2 separate regions of the Mus musculus genome follow, and region 2 is linked to region 1. Evidence: chromatin contacts called from public HiChIP or PLAC-seq data. All regions are on one chromosome and are shown on one strand. The core of a region is the stretch at or near the end of the contact, and the rest is flanking DNA. Distances in the headings are between cores, read along the strand shown. Region 1 has its middle 17 kb from the start of Cdc42ep3. Region 2 has its middle 9.4 kb from the start of Gm32954.

Region 1 (5,911 bases), core at 3,172-5,671:
CTGGACAGGTGGCTAAGATCAACATCAATAGTCACAATTCCTGTTGTTAATAGCGGCCTTCATGTGGTGTGATCAAAACCCACTTTATCTCTGTGATCCTTGCCTTTCAAGTCCATGGCCTCCATTCAATCAAAAAAAAAAAAAAAGATTCTGTCTAATTGCAGGACATTTTACAATGCCCCAGGACTCTGAAGACTCTCAAGAATGCCAGATGTCAAGGCACGTTCCTGCAAGCCCAGGACACTGGGGACTGAGCTGGGAGGATTGTGAATTCAAGGTCAGATGGGTTACCCTGTCTCTAAACCCACCATATAGATCATCAACCCCCAAGCAACTCTTAGAATGTGGCACTTCAAATACAAGCCTAAGGAGACATCGTAAGTAAAAGTAATGAGGTGTGTTGTACAGGATCCAGGCACAGAAAAGATACTGGGGACACAGAGGAAGCCCAAATAATTAGGACCTTAATTAAAATAGCATTGCAGGGTTGCAGAGGTGGCTGGGCATTAAGACCACAGACTGCTGTTGCAAAGGACCTGAGTTTGGTTCCCAGGATCAAGAATTTGGTTCTTCCCACCATGACAAATTGCTCACAACCACTTGTAACTATAGTTTTAGTGGCCTCCAAAGGCACCAGGGCATACCATACACATGCACGCACGCATCCATGCATGCATGTAATTTAAAATAAACTCTTTAAAACTGTACTTTAATATTGCTCATTAGTCGCTAACAGGGGAGAATGGTGTGTTATCTCATAGTTTATGTGCAAATTTAGAACTATTTAAGAATTTTTTCTTAAAAATAAATGTTGAGATGGCAATAAGCGAACCGTCATGCACTGGTAGGAGGGATATAAAGCAGTCACTATGGAAGTAACCATGGAGATTCCTCAAGAAACCCAGCTACACCACTCTGAATCAGCATGCCATAGAGACACTTGCACATCAGCTCACAATATCTAAGTTAAGGGACCAATCTAGGAGTCCAACTACAGAAGGATGAATAAAGAAAAGGTGGCAAAAATACACAACGGGATTGCTTTCAGCCACTAGGAAGAATGAAATTAGACCTTCAGGAAAATGGTTGCAACAGAACTAATCAGGCTAAACATGTTAATCACGTTGAATAAATTAAGCCATTTGCAGAAAGACGAATAGTGCCCTTCTTTCTCTTCTATATGGCACTAGGTTTTATGTAGATACAATAAAAAATTTGTGTACATAGGCATGACATCAAAGGAGAGATGCAGCTGTCTGGGAGAGCAAGGGGGCCTAATGGCAGAGGTGAGGTGAGAGAAAGGGGAAGACAGAGTGGGGAATGTATATTCAGTGTAGAATATACACAGTAAAAATGTCCTCACCTAACACAATGCCATGCACAATGGATATATAATGAAAAGAGTTAACCTGCAGGAGAGAAATGCTGAGAAGAGGGTAAGTAAGTCCTCTATTATTTTAAAAAGATGATTTCCATCTTTTACTCATTGTTCTATAATTGAGGACTTGTGGTTTTAACTTCTTTAAAATATAAAATGATAGAAATAATAATCCAGCAAAGTAAGCCAAATTTTAAAGCACCAAGTATGCATATACATAAAAGTATTAGGCTCCAAATTTTTCAGATTTTTTTCTTATTTTCATGTATATATGTTCATGTATCTGTGTGATTGTATGCCTTATTTATTTAGTGCTTTCAGAGGCCAGAAGAAGGCATCATTGTCTTGAAGCTGGAGTTTAAGGAGGTTATGCGCCATGTGCTAGGGGTACTGGGCACCAAATTCAAGTACTCTGTAAGAGCAGGAAGCACTTTTAACTGCTGAGCCATTTCTCTATCCCAAGACTCAATATTCTTTTTCCCATGTGGTTGCATTATTAGGATGAAAACATGAAGTCTCTATGACAAAAATAAACTCTGTATTGGCAAATTGTTTCAGTATACAGAATACTACTGAATGAGAAACTACTGGACAACAAGACTTTAGAGCAGCAGTTCTCAACCTGTGCGTCATGACCCCTTTGAAGGTTCAATGACCCTTTCATAAGGGTCACTTAAGACATTCAGAAAACACTAATAATTACATTGCAATTAATAACAGTTGCAAAGTTACAGTTAGGAAGTAGGAAGGAGAATAATTTAATGGTTGGGGCTCACCACATGTGAAACCTTATTAAGGAATGCAGCATTCGGAAGGTCAAGAACCTCTGCTTTAGCGAATGCTGGTGAACCTGGACTCTTACCTGTCAGTATTAGGTGACTAGATTTTGATTCTCTGACAAGAGGCTCCTGTTCCACCTGGCCTAGTATTGACCAACATATGGCTCTTTGGGTGACAGGCTCATGAGTTCAGATTGTTTTGAATGTTTAGCAGTTTACTTGGGAATCTTCTGGAAGTTATAGAGTCATATCTTTACTCTCTCCAAGGAGATAGGAAACAGGGTGTCCCTGAAAGTCTCTTGTGGATTCCACGTAGCTCATCAACAAATAGACAAAGTAAACGTCTGCACCATGGTGGAGGGTCGGGGGTGGAAAAGGCTTTCTCTTGGTATAATGCTGGCATTTACAACCCAAACACAGGGCTTCAATGTCTTCCATTTATTCCCTCATACTTACAGAATAGTTGATATGTCCAAGGGCTATGCTGGGAACTGTGAACAACAGAAAGATGAATTAACATGGAAGAAAGCTCTTTAGATGACTTAATCTTTAACCTAGCCAGCCCAAGATCTATTTCTACCCATGTATCCTCAGATCCCCTTAGCTTATTACATAAAGAAATGACTTCTGAAAAGTTTTAAAGGGATACAAAGAATAGGGACTACTGTATGCAACAGGTATTTCTTATGATACACTGATTTCAGGAAACATTAGCGAGGCTCATGTGAAAATTGAATGCTTCATACAGAAAGACTATAAAACATTTCAACCTGTATTTATCACACTTGTCTTTTGAGTTCATAAGTTTTTTTTTTTAACATTAGAAGCTGATACAATTTGTTAGGACCAAGTGGACATTTATTCTGTATACGAATAAATCTTGAAGAATAGTTCCAAAAAAAAGAAAGAAAGATGAATTAAACGTGGGCCTCACTGATCTTTCCTCAAGGAACTGATCACTGATGCGAAAATAGTCTCACATAAACAATGAAACAAGAGAGAGTGATCACTGGGGATTAATAATACTGAGAAGATATAATTATTCAACTTTCCTCTGCTACTTAATAAAACTTATGGGAGCATATGAAGCTATTTATCACTCAGTCACACCTAATTACATCTTTGGCTAAAGTTCTCACAATGTTCTATCTGCGTCCTTCATTTATAGTCTTCCAAGGTTTGGTTAGTCATCAGGTAGAATAGATGGGAGTAGCTTAGCTGGCTTCTCCCAGCCACTGGGATAAAATATGTAGCATTTAGCAGGCTACAAATTATCTTCTGCCTGGGCCTGGACCTACCTACTTCTACAAGCCTCATCTGCCCACCTGCCACGTTCCAAATAGTGAGTACCAGAGGCATTCCACATAGGGAGTGGTGGAAGGTATTCCACACTGCTGTGTTCTTTCACTCTCTTCACTCTCCTCAGGACCCCTTCCCTGCCTTTCCTCCTGTGCTCCATCTGACATAGCAGTGTTCTTTGCATCGCAGCAGGAGAATCATCTATCTTAGGGCCCACCCACTGGGCTATTACCCCTCCCCTGTGCTACTACAGTTCTGTGCAACTCGTGGCCCTGTCCCATCTATTAGCTTCTGGAATGTACACCCATCTTCATAAGTCCTTACTCACCCTTACACCATCCTTTGGTAGCCCTCCTCCCTTTAGAGGTAATCATTTCTTCCTCTGATGAGTCATTAAACTTTGTTTATTCCACCATTAAAGCCCCAGCTGTTTTGGCTTTTTGTTATTCGTTACTGTGGTCTATGAAAATTTTGCTGTTGACAGTGTGTCAAGCTTGCTGTGTAGTCAGGGATGATTGTGAACATCTGATGCACCTGCAGCCATCTTCCCCCTCCTTTCATTTCACCTATGTGCAAGCCATTTCAGAAGGCACCCGTATCTATCTTCTTCATCATATCTCAGCACAATACCAGGCGGAACACCTACGATTAAGATCATTATTTGTGTGGTTAGTTGGGCCTCTAGGCAACCAAACATCCCAAGGGAGGTGTAGAGGGTGTCTCACTTGGCCCCATTTCTGGACATTCTAACAGTTCACACCAGTCTGTATCAGACATAATGAACCACACACATCCAAGAGATGGGAATTTAAAGCATGTGTGTTTCATCTCTCACGATACCTCTTTTGCATCTATGACGAAGCACAAGGAAACAGTTGGGATCCAAACCTGCAGTATAAAAGGGCAGCTTGTCAGCAATACCATTGTTTTCTGCCAGAGCTAGCAGGCAGCTTCGGCTGCACATTCCACAGACATGAATAATATCAGTTGTGATTACACTTCAGCATCTCCTTCATCACCAATCCCGTAGACACAGAGTATAACCTAATTAGGAAATGTGAAAGCACCCGTTTCTGGGAAGGAGCATTAAAGGGAAGAGAGGGATCCCAGCTTCTCCCTGATGTGGGTGGGTCTCACTGAGAGTCACATACAGGTTGGAGTCTGGCAAAGTTCAAGGGTAGATGGGGCCTGCCTAGTCACATTCCTCACATAATCAGTAAGAGGGTGAGAAAGAGATGCAGCTGGGAATGGAATACCTTGACTTCCGTCCTATAATACTTTCTTCAGTGCACAATGCGGCAGATATCAGGACTGATAAGTCAATCAACTATTAACGTATTAGTACTGTGAACTCTCCTTGTCTAATACTTTTATTGTTTACTGTTTAGACTCCTGTCGATAAAGACTCTGAATTTTTTTTTGGCTGACAGCTGCTCATCTGTTCATTTATGCTTGTTTATCTTTTCATCGTGGTACTTATGTGGCACCTGGAAGATATCGCTCTGCCTTCCAACATGCAGAGAGTGGAAGACTAAGGATGTCTGCTAAGTTAATGTACAAGAATCAAGCCACTGTCCTTTTCTTTGTACACAGAAAAACATTTGTATAGCCATTTCTTCTTGCATTCCTCCAGTCTCAGTGAGCCCTTGATAGGTTGCTATTTATCCTATGTCTCGGGTACTCTGGTGTTAGCGTTACAGAGCAACCAGCAAGAAGTAAGAAGAACCTGCGAGCAGGAGAAATCAAGAGACTCTCATCTGCTCTGGGAATGAGCACCCAACCAAACACAGAGCCCGGTCAATTGATTTAACTTACAGAACTTCAATCTTCTTTCAAAAGTTAAAGTTGATACCACCAACCTGTGTATGATCCCCAGTGAGACCCACCCATGTGAGTGAGAAGCTGGGATCTCTCTCTCACCCCTATACACTCACCCCAGCTTCTGTTGACTCCGTATAGACTCTAGGATCTGTCTCACCTTGACCATGTGTGAGCGTCAGTGTTCTGAGATTTGTTGGTGATAAGACATGGGATCCCAGCAGCCCAGATCACTAGAATTCCTTGTCTTGAAATTCAGTTCAGCCAATCTGTAGCATCCTTATAGTTTGATGCCCGTGTTTCCAAGTGTTTTCTGTATCTTTCATTTCCTAAAACATGGCTTCCCCGAAACTCCTGAATAACCCTGCAATTTTATTGCTTTTTCTTTCCCTGAGATAATATTCTGGTCTTGAAATAGATTTCTATGAACTATTAGATTCTCACTTAATTTTGTTAAGGCCGTAAGGATGGGTGAGGCCATTTTGCTTCTGTCTTCTAAGGGAACACATGTGGCTCTATCTAGATGCTCTTCTATTGCCTTGGTTTCCATATGCCTTATTTGCTTATCCTAGGTTCTCTTGTCACTTCTGTCCTTACCTGGCCCAGAAGTACAGCTACCCCTATTTTGCCTGGAGGC
Region 2 (5,800 bases), core at 2,498-4,997, 89 kb after region 1:
CTGCCTTGTGAAAGTGGCGAATTCTAAAGTTGAACTGGACTTCTCAGCTGGGACACTTGCTGCATTTAAAATCTGCCTGGAGGGTTGCTTAAAGTTTAAGTACCAGGATCCATCTTTCTGAGAACCAAGTATAGTTCTAAGGCCAAGGACATAGGACTATGGGTTTTGAGTCTTTGAGATTTATTATTATTATTATTTGTGAATGTGTGTGTGCATGTATGTATGTATGTTTGCATGTGTGTATGTATGTTATAGCTTTGAATTTCAAGAGTTATAAGAGATCTTAGAGATTAATCAACTTAGCATTTTCCAAACTTATTATAGGAAAACTGTGAAGACTGGGAGCAATGGATGGAGCTGACAACATTGCCCAGCCTTTAGGACTGGGCACCATCTGCTCTTGGAGTATGAGTTGGAATCCCTCTGCCTGAGGATCACAAGGAATCTGTACCAGTTATGTCATCTTGACACAAGCTAGAACCGTTTAGGAAGAGGGACTTTCAACTGAGAAGATGACCTCATAATACTGACCTGTAGACAAGTCTTCTTGATTATGATTGGTGGGAAAGGGCCCAGCCCACTGCGGCAGTGCTAACCCTGGTTGGGTGGTTCTGAGTTGTATGAAAAAGCAGACTGAGCAAGACACCAGGGTCAGAGTAGTAAGCCCTGTTCTTTGATGGTTTCTGCTTCAGTTCCTGACTGCAGGTTCTTGCCTTGAGTTTCTGCCCTGGCTTCCTTTAGTGATGAAGTATGCCGTAGAGCTGTAAGCTGAAGTAAAACCTTCCCTTCCTACAGTCGTGGAGCTTGACACAGCAATTGAAACCCATCTAAGGAAATGATGGCTTAGGTCATCTGGTCAACCCCACCTGAGAACACGTGACCCATGACCTTGTAGCTTCCCTGCTTTCTGCCTGTGATGCTTCCATGTGATCCCTCAGCCTCCCATCACTGGATGAGGATGAAGTGTGATAGTGGATGAGATGCCTGCTGGAAGTGCAAAACAATGTGAGCAGAAGGTCAGGTGATCGGATTATCAGAGAGCATCCGAGAACAGTGGAAGTAAAGCCCTTTCTTCTCCCAGTGACAAACCTGGGTCTTAGAACCTGGAAACCGTGAATTTGAACACAGCTTCCATTTTGGCTTCTGAGGGTCACTAGCTAGGAATCTGTCTCTAAGCTCACAATCTCGCCTAGCTGAGGTTAACTACTAGGAGCTCTTGCTTGGAGGGGAAGATGGTCAGTGGAGCAGGGAGATGTAAGTGGAGAGCAGGAGGAAGCTGGCACACAGAATGGACAGAATGAAACCTCTGGGCCCCATTCCTCCCCTAGCTCAGACCTCTGGAGGCACGAGGCACGTTTGACCCAGACAGTGTGTGAGACCAATTACAGGGCCTCTTCATCCGATGCTGCAGAAACTATGCAATCATGCCTTCAGGACATCCAGCCTTGTTCTGGTTCATATGAATTATTCACCCATCATACAAATAATCAAGGGCCCAAAGTGGCCCGGTGGGACTTCTCCATCCTCACAGACATCTGTTCTTACCCTCTCTTTATCCCTTTTAGTGACAAAGCTCTCTAGCTGGTTGGGAATGACACTTCACTGGGAAAAACCATCTCATGACCCCCCCCCCCACCTTTTCCCTCACAACACCTCCTAATCCATTTACTTTCACATCCTTGCCTAGAAATCTCCTGGAACTTTGACTCAGCCCTGGCTCCCAGGTCAAAAGCTTTTGCTGTAACAGAAGCTAGTCCCACCTCAATTTTTAAATAGCAAGTAACTAAAATATTCCAGACTCCAAATAGCACAGGGAAAATGGCCCACACACAGGGTGGAGACTACTATCACAATAGATGATTGTTTAAAGTGTTTTAATGGGTCTCAAACCTTGGTACATAAGATCAGCCTCCACTTGTATCCCCTTGACAGGCTCCAGTAAATAACATGAATTGACAGGAGTAAAACAACTTGCTCAGGAGCAACTGAGTGGGCTTAGAAGGAACAGTCAAGAAAGGAAAATTGCCACTTGGGTCACAAAGGAACTTTTTGTTGGGAACACTGGGGGATTTGGTGGGATGTGGTCCTGTTGACTAATCACCACTATAGAAAGTTTATGGCCTCTCTACCATGCCAACTTCTCAAATAACTTGAAAAACCCAAGAGGTGGCTGTTAATTTCAAAGGCAGTTATGTGAAGCTTTTAGTGAGTATGATACAGAGTATGTAATTAACAGCCTGTGAGATAATAAACCCTTGAAATAAGGCTTACAACAACAACAAAAACCCAGTTATATTTTTGTTTCAGCTAAAAGAACAGACATTTGCTTCTGTTATTTAAAGACAGAAAAATGTATAGTAAGGCATCCATATGTCACATGAGATGGGTCATTTCATTTCCCAAGAGCATGTGCTATGCTGCAGATCCCTGACTGCCCAGGAAGGTGGGGCTCTGAGATCCTCCAGATAGTTCTTGTCCAAAAGAAGGCAGGTTACATATGGTGGCCACTAGTTGGCCCATAAACAATATCTCTGGAGCCTTCCCTGTCTCTTTGATAATAATGTGGCAGATAATGCAAGGGGGTGGGGTTCACCACACCCAGGAATGGCACTAGGTATAGAAGCCAGAGAATGAACCTGTGGCTTCCTTGACTGAGAGAAGAAAATGACCAAAGAAGAACAAGACATCCCGTGTTTTCTCTGTGGAACTAGGAGCTGAGGGGCCACATGGAAGAAGCAAAATGGGTAGACCTGGTTCTCCAGGCAGAGAACTTCTAGATCCACATGTACCATTTGATTCTGCATGTTAGGAAATGGGCACCTAATAGGTCTGAAAATTCTCAGCTGTGGTAACAGGAAGGTAGGGTCCCCCTCACCTTTAACCAGCTATCTATGACTGACCCATCTAATCCATGGAGTCTATAATAGTACCACTCCTCCTCTTCCTCCTCTTCTTCCTTCTCTTCCTCCTCCTCCTCTTTCTCCTCCTCTTCTTCCTCCTCTTCCTCCTCCTCCTCCTCTTTCTCTTCTCACCTTGCAAATCACACAGTACCTATCCTATCATTTCTGTATCGACCGCTCATTAAACATGGTCCTAAGAGCTAGGGATATAAATGTCAGAAGGTGAAAATCGACCAGAATCTCTCCTTCCCCCATTGGCCACAACTCACAGGGCAGCCCCACCCACAGGATGAGCAGGTACATCCCTGCTGGGGGCTGTGGCTGGCTTTACCCTTCTTTCCATATCTGCTGTGAGTCAGAGCGGTGTTTTCAGGCATGGGGATTCTTGAGCTAAACCTCAATGTGCCTAACGCCTCTGGCCAAGGTCTGAATTTTGTTTGTTGGTTTGTTTTTTGAGACAGACACTTTCTATGTAGCTCTGGCTATCCTGGAACTCACTACGTAGATTAGGCTGGGGTCTAACTCACAGAGATACGACTGCCTCTGTCTCCCCAGGGCTGAGACTAAAAGGCTGTGTCCCCGCTCCTAGCCCTTGGCCAAGGATCGAAACAAATATAGCATAACGAAAAACATAACATAACAAGCAGGCCTTCTTTGGAGCAGTGTTGAGGAGGGAAGGGAATAGTGTAAACAAAGAGATTAGTTACAAGAGAATGAATGGTTTCCTGCCTTGGCACTGGCACCAAACACAATCTTTCCCATTACCTAATTCAGTCTTGTTGGCAGCATCCATTCTGGCCTCAAGTCTGTGTTTTTTTGAAGGTGGTTTTTCTGCCTTGACACGGTATGGGAACATTAGTAGTTTCCAGGGACTGACCCTCAGTGCTCATCATTTTCTCTTCCCCTGGGTGTAAGTGCACAAGAGTCCAGGAAATCCCCTCCTAGAAGTTTGAAATCTGGAGAGTACTGGGTGAAATCTGACAGCTTTACCTACCTCCAGCAGATCTGAACATGCTGTGAATTGCATCTGTGGTCTGTGGGAGTCTGGAATGCATAGGAAAGCTACTTGCATAGGAAAGCTACTCGCAGCCCGTTTTGTATTTAGGATACTCTCTTGCTCTCTCCAGACAATCATATACAAAAAAAAAAAAAAAAAAAAAAAAAAAAAAACCAAGAGGGTGGCTATGCTTGAGGAAAGGAAGGCCATAGAAAGCAGAATTGCTCTCTGAGAGTCAAGAACATTATTCTAAAGTTTTTAACAAAAGAAAGTAAGGTTCAAAATGCACGTTGAACTTTGCCCTGAATTTTCAGCGTTCCCTAGTTCTCGAGGTGTCTAAGAAATCCCTGGTCAACGTGCTTCATTACTGTTAGCTCGTCCTTACTCCCCAGCCTCCACGCTAGGGAGGCTCCTAATGATTCTTAACTCCACTCCCCTGCCACGACAGACTGATGCTGATTGTCACTGGGGCCTCCCTCTGGGATAGGGTGTCTTAAGACTTAAGCCTGAGACACTCTGAAGGAACTTTGTCTTTCTGAAAACACATACAGAAGACTTTGGTTAGACAGGGTGCAGGAAGGCCAGGAGCCCCCAGTCCAGAGCCAAAAACTGCTTCTTAACCACTCCAGTTTCTGGGCTCAGATCCTCAGTAGCTAGGTCAGGGAGCTCCAACATCCCCTAGTGATATAGTCAGTAGAGGGAGGCATATAAGAAGTGCCGTCTTGGAGAGGAACTTGTAAGTTCTCCAGAGAAGCGCTAAGACGCAAGCTGACTCTCTGGTTATGAACGAGAAGCAGGTATTTCTGAATAAAGCCTTTTAACCTAACTTTAGATCCCTGCCAGGTTACTGTGTCTACTTCCTATCGTTACAATAGACTATTCCAGGCTGGGTAATTTATAAAGACATTTTAGTTCTAGGATTTTGAGGTCCAAAAGGATGGTACCAGCATCTATTTGGATTCTGGTGTAGCCATCTAATGTTCAGTGTATGGAGGAAGACGAAGGCACGTCAGCATGTATAGAACAGAGGTCACGTAGACAGAAGAGCAGTGATCAGTCAAGCATGGAAGAGATGCATCACATAGATGGAAAAGCATTGATCAGGCAAGCACGGAAGAGATGCACACATGCTCAATAGATGTACACACGTGCAGGAGGAAGTAAAAGAAAAATAGAGGAAGCTGAACATGTTTTATAGACACTCAACCTGGTGGTAACCCATCCAGTCCCACCAAGTGGGGATTCATTCCTGCAATAAAAGGAAGGAATCTTTCTCAGTCTCTTATGGGCTCCGTCACTTGTCGGCACCATTATCCTCGCAACCAGATTTGTCCCAGTGTAATCTTCAGAGAAGACAAACCATGCCCACCCCTACCATCAGCTGTGCACGCAGCTGCCAGCAAAGGCTTAAGGAGTCACTCTCTGCCCACACAAGCATGGGTGTGGTCAGCCCACAAGCAAGAGCAAACCTCTCTCTGAGAGGGATGGGGACCTTTTGATCATTTCCTGAGTTCCATAGATGTACCGGACTCTGTCCCTCTAGCTCAGTGGTTCTCAACCTTCCTAATGCTGAGACCCTTTAATATGGTTCCTCATACTCTGGCCACTCCCAACTGTGAAATTATATTTCCTGCAACTTCCTGTCTGTAATTTTGCTACTGTTATACATCATAATGTAAATAAATACCTGATGTGTAAGGTATCTGATATCCAAACCCTGTGAAAAGGTCTTTCGACCTCCAAAGGGGTCACGGCCTTCAGGCTGAGAACCGCTGCTCTAGAAAGAAAGAAGTCTTGCTCCCAGCCTCCCCTTCTTTTGTGCCCACAAGGAAAGAAACAATATCTGAGTTAGTGCCCAAGGGTCACCACTTTCCACAGCAGAAGACCTGGGTGACTGGCTCTT

What was found. HiChIP or PLAC-seq counts read pairs in DNA pulled down with a chosen protein or histone mark.
Region 2: a contact with region 1 is called in an H3K27ac HiChIP or PLAC-seq map of embryonic fibroblasts, with 10 read pairs. The contact joins two enhancer-like sites. A contact is called at or near these places in 1 of 39 promoter capture datasets (the SN4741 cell line), 1 of 15 datasets of contacts at CTCF or cohesin (the NIH/3T3 cell line), 5 of 484 Hi-C or Micro-C datasets (DN3 thymocytes, Sertoli cells, adipose-derived mesenchymal stem cells and 2 more) and 3 of 115 datasets of contacts at active chromatin or transcription factors (embryonic fibroblasts, embryonic stem cells and vascular smooth muscle cells).

What each region holds. Positions count from the first base shown.
Region 1 is chr17:79,368,725-79,374,635 of GRCm38.p6, forward strand. No RefSeq gene overlaps it. Among named protein-coding and RNA genes, the nearest start is that of Cdc42ep3, 17 kb to the left of the region's middle. Within about 2 kb of position 4,422, at least 37 of the 459 cell types and tissues checked have an H3K27ac peak or open chromatin away from gene starts, as enhancers often do. A contact at or near this core is called in embryonic fibroblasts, where this site is marked.
Region 2 is chr17:79,458,199-79,463,998 of GRCm38.p6, forward strand. No RefSeq gene overlaps it. Among named protein-coding and RNA genes, the nearest start is that of Gm32954, 9.4 kb to the left of the region's middle. Within about 2 kb of position 3,748, at least 23 of the 459 cell types and tissues checked have an H3K27ac peak or open chromatin away from gene starts, as enhancers often do. A contact at or near this core is called in embryonic fibroblasts, where this site is marked.